Linked DNA regions of Sus scrofa: regions 2, 3 and 4 are each linked to region 1. Evidence: chromatin contacts called from public HiChIP or PLAC-seq and promoter capture Hi-C data. All regions are on one chromosome and are shown on one strand. The core of a region is the stretch at or near the end of the contact, and the rest is flanking DNA. Distances in the headings are between cores, read along the strand shown. Region 1 holds the start of B4GALT5 (beta-1,4-galactosyltransferase 5). Region 2 has its middle 48 kb from the start of PTGIS. Region 3 overlaps B4GALT5 (beta-1,4-galactosyltransferase 5). Region 4 holds the start of SLC9A8 (sodium/hydrogen exchanger 8).

Evidence for each region. Promoter capture Hi-C pulls out the DNA fragments that hold promoters and counts their contacts. HiChIP or PLAC-seq counts read pairs in DNA pulled down with a chosen protein or histone mark.
Region 2: a contact with region 1 is called in a promoter capture Hi-C map of liver, with 3 times the contacts expected there. The contact joins the enhancer-like site here to the promoter of B4GALT5 in region 1. A contact is called at or near these places in 3 of 5 promoter capture datasets (fetal liver, liver and skeletal muscle), 11 of 47 Hi-C or Micro-C datasets (adipocytes, blood, brain and 5 more) and 2 of 2 datasets of contacts at active chromatin or transcription factors (alveolar macrophages and skeletal muscle).
Region 3: a promoter capture Hi-C map of liver shows a contact between it and region 1, with 5 times the contacts expected there. The contact joins the enhancer-like site here to the promoter of B4GALT5 in region 1. A contact is called at or near these places in 1 of 5 promoter capture datasets (liver), 6 of 47 Hi-C or Micro-C datasets (blood, brain, epiblast stem cells and 2 more) and 2 of 2 datasets of contacts at active chromatin or transcription factors (alveolar macrophages and skeletal muscle).
Region 4: an H3K27ac HiChIP or PLAC-seq map of alveolar macrophages shows a contact between it and region 1. The contact joins the promoter of SLC9A8 here to the promoter of B4GALT5 in region 1. A contact is called at or near these places in 2 of 5 promoter capture datasets (fetal liver and liver), 14 of 47 Hi-C or Micro-C datasets (alveolar macrophages, blood, brain and 7 more) and 2 of 2 datasets of contacts at active chromatin or transcription factors (alveolar macrophages and skeletal muscle).

Annotation. Positions count from the first base shown.
Region 1 is chr17:51,333,093-51,336,148 of Sscrofa11.1, forward strand. It overlaps B4GALT5 (beta-1,4-galactosyltransferase 5), which reads right to left and starts at 1,474. Exons shown (of 9, transcript XR_002340099.1): 1 at 775-1,474.
Region 2 is chr17:51,246,586-51,249,641 of Sscrofa11.1, forward strand. No RefSeq gene overlaps it. Among named protein-coding and RNA genes, the nearest start is that of PTGIS, 48 kb to the left of the region's middle. Within about 2 kb of position 1,401, at least 18 of the 83 cell types and tissues checked have an H3K27ac peak or open chromatin away from gene starts, as enhancers often do. A contact at or near this core is called in alveolar macrophages, liver and subcutaneous adipose tissue, where this site is marked.
Region 3 is chr17:51,265,415-51,268,470 of Sscrofa11.1, forward strand. B4GALT5 (beta-1,4-galactosyltransferase 5) reads right to left here. Exons shown (of 9, transcript XR_002340099.1): 4 at 2,178-2,867; 5 at 1,716-1,832; 6 at 901-1,088. Among named protein-coding and RNA genes, the nearest start is that of PTGIS, 66 kb to the left of the region's middle. Within about 2 kb of position 1,632, at least 24 of the 83 cell types and tissues checked have an H3K27ac peak or open chromatin away from gene starts, as enhancers often do. A contact at or near this core is called in alveolar macrophages and liver, where this site is marked.
Region 4 is chr17:51,399,920-51,402,975 of Sscrofa11.1, forward strand. It overlaps SLC9A8 (sodium/hydrogen exchanger 8), which reads left to right and starts at 1,585. Exons shown (of 17, transcript XR_002340027.1): 1 at 1,585-1,727. It overlaps LOC106506057 (a long non-coding RNA gene), which reads right to left and starts at 1,540. Exons shown (of 3, transcript XR_001301039.2): 1 at 1,423-1,540.

The sequences.
Region 1 (3,056 bases), core at 224-2,723:
GCGAGGGGAGGTAGACGGAGAGGAGTAGTGGGGCACTCAGGGGTTAGCAGACTGAAGGGGGGGACCTCCTCGGGGGGTAGGCCGGGGAATGCCACCCTAAAAGGAAAGCGATCTGTCCATCAGGAGGAGGAGGACCTGGAGGTGGATGTAACAAGCGAAAGTGGAGGGAAAAAAGGGTAGGGAAGGAGAGCAGGAAACGGGAGAGTCACCAGGGAGGAGAGAGGAGAAGGATGGATGGGAACGGGGAAGGTGGGACGCCTCGAGACCCGGGCACAGGGGCTCCGCGAGGAGAGGCAGGCGGGCCGCGGAGGTTCGGGGTCCGCGGAATGCCGGGAACCCGGGCTGAAGGAGACCCCGGGGAGGGGGAGCGGCAGCTCAGGAGCCGAAGAGCGGAAAGTGAGGGTTCTAGGAGGCCAAAGCGAGAATGAGGGCGTCCTGGCACGACGAGGGTGTGTGTGAAGACACAGTCGGGTTCGCGCCCGGATGGGGTTAAAGGAGGGCAGGAGGTGGGTGGGAGGATGTTGTGGGGAGGAGGGTTCCAGAGCCCGTCGGGGTGCAGAGAGCGGGAATGTTCTGGGGTCCCCCGAGGTCCAGGCGTAGGGTCTCCCAAGGGTCGGGCGGGGGTCCCGGTAATCTTCTGAGGGCCAGGCTTGAGGTCGCCTTCCAGCCGGGGGTCTTCCGAGAGCTGGGGTCTCCTTGGGGCGGGGCGGGGGTTTCCAGGGTCCCCTCGAGGCCAGAGCGACACCCCCCCGGGGTCCCAGGCCCCCTTCCTACCTATGCCGGGAGCCACATAGACGAAGTAGAGCAGCGAGGACGAGAGCGAAAAGAAGAAGAGAGCGGCGAGCAGCGAGCGGCGCGGCAGCCGCAGCAGCCCCCGGCGGACGCGCATGCTGCAGCCGGGCGGCCGCTCAAGGGCCGGGCCGGGCCTGCTCCCGCCGCTCCCCGTCCGCCGCCTCCTGGGCCGCCGCCGCCGCCTCCTGGGCCTCGGCCACCACCTCCCGGGCCTCGCCGGCCGCCGCTCTCCGCCGCCTCGCCGCTCCTCGCCGCCGGCCGCCGCGGGCCCGGCCACATGAAGCGGGCGGGGGCCTGAGCGGCCCCGAGCGAGCGCAGCGGCGGGGGCGGGGCAGGGCGGGCCTCGGGGGCGGGGAGGGGGCGGGGCCAGTGCCGCAGGGCACCGTCGCAAAAGATCAGCGCGCGCGCTCACCGCCCGACCCCCTCTTTGGCCCCGGCGGCGGCGCGGTGGCCCGCCGGGAACGTCGCCAAAAGGCGACAGCCCCTCTCCTGGCGCGGCCACCGCCCTGGCTTTCGGGGAGCGTCGCTCAAGTGCCTGTCGGCTCCGCGCTTGGGCGCCCCCAACCTGGGAGCCAAGGGATCGTCTGCAATGCCTGACGCGGCTGGTCACCCACTGCGACAGAAAAGCAGGGATTGTAGGAATATGGGCTCGGGTATACACCTTCATTCATTCATTCATTCATTCATTCATTCAAATCAGCATCTATTGAAAGCAGACATATGCCAGACACCATTATTGGCGCTGGGGATGCTTAGAGACAAAACAGACAAAATCCTTGTCTTCTTGAACTTAACACTCAAATGGGAGGAGAAAAAGAAACAAATCAATTCATAATACCAGGTTCTGATAAGTGATGAACACAATAAAACAGGGGAATATGTTGGAGGAATAATGTGGTCAGGGAAGGCCTCACTGATGGGTGACAGACAGGAGAAGAAACGTAAAAGGGTGAACAGTAGATGCAAAGCCTCTGAGGTTAAAAAGACTGATCTGACCCCAGGTAGACTCAAAGCAAGCATAGATAAAATCCAGTAGGGCAGGGAGAATGGCAGGGATGAGGCTGTAGATATGGGCAGATTCCACATACCAAAGAATCACAAGCAGCAGTGTTGATAAGTTATTAATGTGAAGACCTGCCCTTAAGATACACTGGGCTTTACTTACCACATTAATCACCCCAACAACCCGAAGATGTGCGCTCTTATTCCTATTGTACAAATGAGGAAACTGAGGCTCTGTGATGGAGAAGCAATTCACCTAATCCTTGCAGTAACGGCTTAAGTAAAAAAATGACCTGGAAGTTCCCATTGTGGCTCAGCGGTAATGAGCCGGACTGATATCCATGAGGATGTGGGTTCAATCTCTGGCCTTGCTCAGTGGGTTAAGGATCTGACATTGCCATGAGCTGTTGTATAGGTCACAGACTCAGCTCGGATCTGCCATTGCTGTGGCTGTGGTGTAGGCTGGCACTGCTGCTCTGATTCGATTTCTATCCAGAGAACTTCCATATGCCGTGGGTACAGCCCTAAAAAGCAAACAAACAAACAAACAAAAAACCCTATCTTGGAGTTTCTGCTGCGGCGAAACGGGGTTGGCAGCATCTCTGGAGCCCTGGGATGCAGGTTTGATCCCCCAGCTGGCACAGGCAGAGCGGGCTAAGGATCCAGCATTGCCACAGCTGCAGCATAGGTTGCAACTGTGGCTCAGATCTGAACCCACGCCCGGCAACTCCATAAGCCAAGCAGCGGCCAAAAAAGAAAAAGAAGAAAAGAATGTACCTGTCTCCCAAAGCACTCTTGACCACCAGGTTGTAAGTGCCTTGACTATTCCTCTAGCTCCTAATTCCCATCCTGAATACAAACTGGTATCCTACTCCAGAGGACAGTGTGGAACCATATCCAAAATAATGCTTTAGGATCAGCTCCAAGCCAGAAGACCTCTGAAGGCAGTTAGCAATAACTGAAGACTCATGGTGAGGGGCAGCAGAGGCTGCTCCACCTTCAAGAGGCTGCCAGCTGACTTGGGGGAGGCAAGTGTCCCCTTGGAATGCCCAAACAGGAGAAGAAAGGACTTTGCAGGGATTCTGTGAGGACCAATTATAATTCTGCTTTGTATTCCTAAAGTGATTTATACTTTTTAACAGTGTCTTTTTTGACTCTTTAAATGAGGGCTCTGGAGCCAGTGTCCTAGTTTCTTGAACCCTATCTCTTCCATTCTTTGCTGAGTGACCTTAAGCAAGTTACTTAACCACTCTGTTTCTCAG
Region 2 (3,056 bases), core at 151-2,650, 87 kb before region 1:
TCTCGCCCTCTTGGCCACCTAGCCCTGCCCCACTCAGCTCCCTGCTGCTGCTGCACGCAGCACCGGCCGGCACTGGCCAAGGGATCTCCAGGACAGTGCCGGGTGGCCGGGTTGTAGGAGCCAAAGGGAAAAGCGGTCCCTGTTCTGTGGGGAGGCGGATGGGGAGGAATGGGGAGAGTGAGAAGCAAATCTGCTGCTTTATTTTTCTTTTTTGGCCGCCCCAAAGCATGTGGAGCTCCTGGGCCGGGGGTCAGATTTAAGACCTAAGCGGCAGCTGCGGCAACACTGCATCCCTAACCGGCTGTGCAGGACCAGGGATGGAACCTGCGTCCCAGCACTCCCAAGACGCTGCTGGTCCCGCTGCACCACAGCGGGAACCCCTAAATCTCCTGCTCTTAGTTTTAGAAAGAAGAGGGACCAGGAAAGATGTTAGGGTGAGGGCTCCCACTTCTACAACCAGAACTCCCAGGGGCAGGCTCTTTGCTTCTCCGGGACTCCATTTCCTTAGCAGTGGTTCATGTTTTGTAAGGACGCATTGAGAAGCTAAGAAGACGGTAGCTGGGTAGGCAACCTTTCCTCTCTCTCTCATAAAAATATAAAATACAAAACAAATATTTTAACACCTGCTATCACGCCCTGCCCTGAATGGCCAGGAGAGCCCTCAAGAATTTACCAGGTAGAGGGTAAGATAGCTAATAAACCAGTGAACACACAAATGAACAAGGGGACTGAGTCATCTGGTGATGAGGTGTAAAGAAAAGTCACACAGAACTGGGACGGTCGGCTGCTGCAACCTGGGTGTTCAGGGAAGACACCCGAGGTCGAAGGAGTGCTCCCAGCAGAGGGCAGAGCCAGGGAACACACCCCGAAACTAATGTCCCCAAACAACGTCAGCTTTAAATGCACTCCAATTCTTGACTTGCTACCTTACCTAAGCAGTGCCAGACTCACATACAAAATTTAACCTTTTAAGCTGAATTCGTTGGCCAAGATGCTGGCACAAATTTTCCTGCAAAGCTAGACCGCAAGCAGTTTAGACTTTGGGGTTCATACATAGTCCCAGTCACAAGTCAACCCCTCACTTCTGCCACTTTAACTGGAAGCTGCCGGAGACAAGATGTGAACCAATGGGCATGGCTCTTTGCCAATAAAACTTTATTTACAAAAACCGGCAGCAGGCTGGCCAGAGTTTGCCAACCCTTGAGTTAGGCTAAAAATTAACAGAACCATGAATGGTGAAGGAGGATCACAGAGCAAGAAAAGAGTCCAGGAAAAAATAGAGGCAACGACATGTACTGGCCGGTTTATCAGCTTGTATCACATAATAGCAAAGCCGTAGAAGGAAGTCCAACCGCCCAACAAGAACAGACAGAGCTGCCAGGCTCTGCGGACACAAAGGAAAAGGAAGTGACAACAAAGAGTGACAGGTTACACAGAAACACGGAAAAGCAAGGCTGACAATGAAGAAAGGACACACCACAGGAAGGAGGTGCCGATTACAATATAGAATTGTACACGTTTTGATCCTGGCCCACGGCTGCAGAGAGCTACCTGCAGACTGCGTGCAGTGGTGACGGCGGGGACATGATGTTTTCGTAGCTCTCATTCTGCCTCCACAAATGATCACAAACAGAACGGAGGCAAAACTTTTTTTTTTAATTTACAAATTGATTCCACAAATATGTAATAAAGACCTACTATGTTAGGGGCTACCAAGACTTAAAGTGGGGATAATGGCCACTCCTCTTGGATGGGGTTATTATTATTATTTTTTTTTTAGTGAAAACATTTCATAGGAAAAAAATGTATCTTTTTTTTCTGACTTAAAAGCCAAAACCATCTGGAAAGCTTGTTAATTTTAAAAACCTCATGAAGACAAAAAAGAAAAGAAAACGGATGGTATGGATGGGGTTATGGAGAAGAAGGATTTTATAGTAATTTTAAAAATGTTTAAATTGTAAAATATACATACATTAAAGTTACCCTCTTGACCATTTCGCATGGACAGTTCAGTATTGTGAAATACATTCACTGTTGTGGGACCCGTCTCCAGAACTTTTCATCTTGCAGAAATGAAATTCGATTGTGATGGAACAATAACCCTTCACTTCCCCTGCCCCCCCAGTCCCTGGCAACCACCACTCTACCTCCTGTCTTTATGGATTTGACTATTCTAGGAACCTCATGTAATGGAATCAGGCAGTATTTGTCTTTTTGTGAATAGCTTACTTCACTTACCATAATATCCTCAAGGTTCTTTTTTTTTTTCCCCTGACCTACAGCAGGTAGAAGTTACCAGGTCAGGGACTGAATCTGCACCACGGCATCAACCTGAGCCACTGCAGTGACAATGCCAGATCCTTAACCTGCTGCACAAAAAGAGAACTCAAATTTCCTTTGTTTTCAGGGCCGCACCTACAGCGTACAGAGGTTCCCAGGCTAGGGGTCTAATCGGAGCTACAGCTGCCGGCCTACTCCACAACCACAGCAACATGGGATCCAAGCCATGTCTGCAACCTACACCACAGCTCAGAGCAATGCCGGATCCTTAACCCACTGAGCGAGGCCAGGGATCGAATCCGCAACCTCATGGTTCCCAGTTGGATACGTTTCCGCTGTGTCACGATGGGAACTCCTTTTTTTGAGTGGGGGGCACACCTGAGGCATATGAAATTTCCTAGGCTAGGGACTGAATTAGAGCTGCTGCTGCCAGCCTACACCATAGCCACAGCAACACCAGATCCGAGCCGCCTCTGTGACTTACACCACAGCTCATGGCAACATCAGATCCTTAACCCACTGAGTGAGGCCAGGGATTGAACCTGCATCTTCATGGATACCAGTTGTGTTCTTAACCTGCTGAGCCAAAATGTGAACTACATTCTTTTCTTTTTAAGGCTGAATAATATTCCGTTATCCCTACCACATTTTACTAATCCATTCCTCTGCTGATGGACACTTGGGCTGCAGCCCTATTTTGGCTTCTGTGAATAATGCTGCCATGAACATAAGTGTAAAATATCTCTCTGAGACTTTCCGTTCTTTTGGATATATAC
Region 3 (3,056 bases), core at 382-2,881, 68 kb before region 1:
GAACTAAGTCTTAAGTAAAACAAAACCCTCTGTGCTACAGTCCTGGGGCACTGGAAATTGTTTTCTGGGGCTGAGATGCATCAACCTGAGAAGCTAGCTAATTGAACGTTTTTCTAATTAATTTTACATAATAGCTGTATTGAGACAGAACTGACAAACCATATAATTCACCTTTTTAAAGTGTATGATCCAATGGTTCTTAGTATATTCATTAAGTTGTGCAACCATGGCCACAATTCATTTCATTTTTATTCATTTATGTTTTGGCCAGACCGACAGCATACATAAGGCCAAGGATCAAACCCAAGCCACAGCAGTGACAACGGTGAATCCTTAACTGGGCTACCAGGAAACTCTGATAATTAAGTTTAACTAATTTTATCACCCTCCCCCAAAGAAGCCTTGGGCCCCCCATTAGCAGTGACTCCTCATTTCCCCCATTCTTCTCAACCCTATGCAACCACTGTTCTCTTTTCTGTCTCTATTCATCTGCCTATTCTGGTCATTTCACATAAATGGAATCATATATCTGGCATTGTCACTGCAGCAGCTCGGGTCACTGCTGTGGCATGGGCATCTCAATCCCTGGCTGGAACTTCAGCATGTGGCAGGTGCGGCAAAAACAACAAACCAAAAAACGGAGCCATACAGTACTCAGTCTAGCTTCTTTCACGGAGCGTAATGTTTTCTAGGGTCATCCATGTCCTCCCATATATCAGTGCGGCCTTCCCTTTTACTGCCAAATAGCATTCCCTTGTGCGCATGGATGTACCACATTTCATCTATCCTTTCTGCAGCTGACGGACATTCGGGTCGGAGCTAACTGGATTTTGCCATCTTTGCATCTCTCAACCACTGTTTTAGATTTAACCTCTTTAATTAGGAGGAAATGATACTCACAGATACATATACTTATCCAGTTTAGTTGCAAAGTGCCTTGGCATCTGTCCACATCCATAATAGTTACGATCGTTTTCTGGTATATGATCCACATCGTGAAAAACAAGACAGTCCCAGTCCAAGTCCTTCATTGCTTCTTGAAAACCCACATTAAAAAGCATGGCTCGATTAAAGGGTTGGGTGCCAACCTAAAAGAAGAACTTTATTTTTAAAAGGACTCTTGAAGCGCGATCTTGGCTGCCTCAGCCCCGCCTGAAGGAGAGCTTATTGAGAGACCTCTGCCAGAAGGGAGGTGGGTCCAGCCGCTCTCATCACTGACTTACAGTCACTTGACCTCTGGCCTCAACTTCCTCAGAAATAAAAAGGAGTGATAAGGATAAACTCAAGCTCCTCTCTCTCAAGGCTGTGTAAAGGCAGCCAGCCAGCCACATAACAGCATTCAGGAGAGTACCCAGCCCCAGAGGGAAGGAAGAACAACACTGCCATTTTTACCTGTGGCTCCTTATCTTAACTTGAGGGGAATTTCCTGGGTCTGGAGCCTAAAGACACCACCCAAAGCAGCTCCAGTAAAACCAGCACACAAGTGGCCTTTGTTCAAGGGTAAACAAAGTTCCATCCTGCACTCAGATCTGCTGGTATTGAGCAACATCTCAAACCAGGAGCACAGAACTGCTCTCTGGCGCCCTTCCTACCGCTGGGTGACTCAATCATTAGATTTCAGTTTTACTGGCTCTTTACACCGAGGACGGACTGGCTTGAAGCACTCTAAACTGCTGTCTCAGAAGAGAAAGAAGAGAGAAGGAAGGACCACTCACTTGCTCCACCACATAAAATGCAAACTGCAGGCGCTGGCGCTGGAGCATGGGAATCAGGTGTCGGAGCAGGACCGGGAGGTGCTCGTGGCGGTTCCGGAAGGGGATAAGGATTGCCACCTGCCGTGGGTCACAGCAAAAGAGGACACCTGTTAGTCCCCTCAACGGAGTGCCGTGGGAGGAGGGCACTCCTGCAGAATTGGGGACCAGCCTTTTCCTTAACTTCTCTACATGAAGACTTGTGCTGGCAAGTCGACCCTTGGAAGTAAGTGAATCTCGCTTTTACAGGCACCATAACATGCACACGGTGGGGCTGTGAATGAATCCGAGACCAGAACCCACATTTACACTCACTGTGACCCAGCACACAAATACATACCATATCCACAGACAGACGTATATTTATACATAAATGCTGGTCATTAAATTGATTTTACATTCTGGTGATGGGCTGGAAACACCGACCTGTCCCAGACATGCTTTGATCATTGCTGCACCACAACTTCTCACAGGGCTGGCACAGACCAAGTACTTCAATAAAGACTCGCTGAAAAGAAGGGACTTCGGCTGGTGTCACAGGCTTGATCGAGCCACACTCCTGACGTCTCCTGACGACAGTCACACAGGGCGAAACTAAACAGTTCTCAGTGTCGGGCTGGACAACTCGGCTTTTTATTCCACTAAACTCACAGCAGGATTGCCAAATAAGGCATGAAGTACCGAATTTGTGGGGCAGCTTCTGCAATTGCCTCATAGGAGACCTACCACTGCCAACTCCCCCACTCAGCCAATATCTCTGTGAGGAAGATAAGGGTCCGGCTGGGTCACCAGAACAAAGACTTTCTGTGGCTACACAAGAGCCCTTAGGGAAACCCATTCCTCCAATATGTTCCCGACAGATGCAACAATTTTGCATTAAGTAGCAAGGACGGTGCAAATTACAAAATGTCAGTGTGAAACCCTTGGGGATTCCAAAGACACCAAGTCCCAGGTAGGCTTCCCAGTACCTGCGGTCTGACCTCACCCCTACCTTCCACCGAGGCACGCAATCCGATGGCTTCCAGTGACCTCCAAGCTTGATGGCTGGGTCTTTAGAGAAGAGTTCATGGATGGTATCCATTCCAATTTCACTCATGTTTATGTCTATTGGGCCCTCTGCACAGAAAGGGGGAGGAAAATGATAATTAAGAGGCCTGAAAACAGTAGATTCTTGTTCCTACGTTCGGGGTTTTAATCTCTGCAGCGGTTCAGTGCTTTTTCAGCAGGTTGTGTTTCCAAAAGGGCTGGGGATCCTTTCCTCTGCTTTCCACTCAGTGCACTTCAGCTCATCAAGACTACTGGGGA
Region 4 (3,056 bases), core at 335-2,834, 67 kb after region 1:
ACATCCATTTTCTCAATTAGATTTGACAACAGTCTTAAGAGGTCTTAGCGCAGCAGGGGAGTCCAGCTTTGAGCCAAACAGCTCTCTTCTCCACCCAGTTCCTCAAGGGCCAAAACCCTGACATCATCCCTGACTCCCCTCTTTCTTTTAGGTGACACAGTCCTTCAGCCAATCCTGCCTTCAATATCTACCCATAGTCCAACCATTCCTGCCATATCCATGCTGTCACCTTGATTCAAAGTGCCATCAGCCCTCACCTGGATAACTGGTTTCCATTCTTGCCCGTCCACTCCGCCACCCCCCCACCCCCAGCTTTCCACAGTACTCCTCTTTTCAAAAACTTTCTGTTTCCTAACACTTCTGGAATTGACTAACTTTTTACTTATTCAAGGATCATTTGTTCTTGAGTATTTACTACGTGCCAGGTATTGTTCTCAGCACTGGAGATAAACAGAGAACAAATGCCTCCGCATTCCCAAGTTTACATTCTCGCCGAGAGAAGAGACTATAGGAATACATGAGTAAAATATACAATATGCTCACTGTTATGGAGGAAAATAACACAGAGCAGGGGAGAGGGTTTCGATTTTAGATAGGATGGTCAGGGAAGGCATAACGGACAAGGAAAGGATAAACCGAAAGCCTGAAAGTGGGAAAAGTGGGAACCAAGGGGAAACCTAGGAGCCGAGTATTCTAGAATAAGGGCTCAGCTAGTGCAGAGGTGGAAGCGTTCCCGGTCTCAGGTATTCCAAGGAAGGCACTGTGACTACAGTGGAGAGTGTGCACCTCAGAAGGTAGAGGTGATACGGTTGGGTCCTGTAGGTTCTCCAAAATTTTTCCCCTCTGATTAAGACTGGAAGCCAGTATAGGCTTTGAGCAGCAGAGTGACTGGGAAGTTTAAAAGGATCACTGGGACAGCTGTGTGGAAAAGCTGAAGGAATAAGGGCAGATAGGAAGCTATCAAAGCTGTTGAGATGTGATGGTTTCAACCAGGAAGGGAGGTACCAACTCCCCTGATGGGGTCCTTCCTATCCCTCCAACCTCACCTTGTTCCTTCCTGTATCCCCACCCCTACAGACCACTGCCAGACACAAATAGGCGTCTAATGAGCATCTGCTGACACAGGGAAAAAATAATGAATGATCCATCTCTAGGTCATTATCATCTGCTTTAAGGATAGGCGTAGAGTGAGAACTCAACGTTGACAGAAGGATATTGCACAATCCTGCACAAACACAAGTGGCTAGTTCTCTTTACGGCTGGGGAAAACAGATTGGGTAAGTATACCCCTGGGGTCCCTCTACGTTAGAAGCTTCCTTCCCAATTTTAGCATGGTGAAGCCCTGGCACTGGATGGAAAGAACTTGCTCTTAGGGTGAGTCACAGTGACCTCACAGGTCAAACGTCCCCCAAACGTCCCTACCCTGTGGAAGGGCAAAGCCGGAACCTCGTGAGGCCCCAGGGTCAAGAGACGGAGGCCGGACACACATCCTGAAAGTTCCCACAGATTTCGCCCCCGCCCCCCACGAGTCTCCTCCCACCCTCGGGCCATAGAGACGAAGGGACAGAAATGCCGCCCTCGCGCAGCCGAGACCCCGCCCCCCGCTCGTCGACCCGCCCGCGCCTCCAGCGGAAGCCGGAAGCACAAGCGGGCCCGCTAGCCCCGCGGCTCCGAACTCGGTGGTCTCGGAGGCTCGGCCGGATGGGGGAGAAGATGGCGGAAGAGGAGTGAGTGGGCTTTTCCCGGGCGGCGGAGGCGGCAGGGCTGGGCCCCATCGGGTGACGGCGAGCACCTCAGGCCGCCCTCCGGCCCCCGAAGGCGGAGCTCCTTGTGCTGGTTGGCCAGGACTGACCGTGCCGGCCCCTGCGAGGAGGGCGGGAGGGACGGGCCTGGGCCCTGCAGCCTCCTTGAGGTTGGACCCTCGGGCTGGGGATCGGCTGCCCAGCGTAGGTCTCGAAAGCCGTCTTGCGCAAACTGCAACCCAAATTTCACTTTCCCAGTTTTCGGTCATCTGATTTCGCAGCGCTCCGCCGCCTCCAGAAAGTCACCCACGCGCTCCCCATAAGTAGCCAGCCGCCTCCTCCATTGTAACGATCATTTTTCATATGTTTCTTTTCACTGAATCTTATCTGTTCATTAACTAGCCATCTAATCTTTTGCGGCCCCTGGTCTCATGGTAGTGACGGAGGCCGACCAGGAGCGGCTCTCAGAGAGCTTCCGTGTTAGTGGGGAAAAAAGACCATAAATAGCATGCTTTCAGTGCTCTGAAAGAAACGCAGTGGCATTAGGGTGCAGGGGGCTTCTCAGAAAGAGGTGGTGTGCCAGATGAAACCTTTATGACCAGAAGGAGGGGTGGGAGAGGAACAAGCAGGTGCAAAAACCTAGAATCTAGAAAGAACTGAGTGCCTTTTTGAGGGACGAAGGCAGGATGGCAGGAGTGTAGTGAGCAGGGGGGCTAGCTGTACAAGATGAGGTAAAGGGAGTGGGGTTATCTGTCCTCCAGGTACTTCTGGAGAAGGACCACTCTTAGTCCATCTACCCACCTGCCAGGCACAGTCTATTGCAGGTTATAGATGCCCTATCTATGTTTGTGGAATGAGTATGTAAAAAGTAACAAGGAATCAACCAGTGGTTGAAATTTGACTTCCTCACCTGACAACATTTCATGTATGTCTTTTGGCCTGGTGGTCATTTTATTTAGTCAGCTTACTTCGGCATATGGAAGTTCACAGCAACACCAGATATGGGCTGCATCTGCAATCTACACCACAGCTCATGGCGACGCCAGATCCTTAACCCAGTGATCGAGGCCAGGGATCAACCTGTGTCCCCGTGGGTACTAGTCAGGTTCGTTGCTGCTGAGCCAGGATGCGAACTCTGTAGTCAGCTTACTTGTTGATCATCTTCTCTGTCCCAGACACTAAACTGGGCCTCAGCAGCACAAAGCAAAAGAGGTCATATGGCCCAGTGATTTCCAGTTTGGTTTCAGAGCTTGTTTCTGCCGATAACAGTGATATTTGCCAAGTTATATGTTTCAGAGCCTGCTATTCATGAGT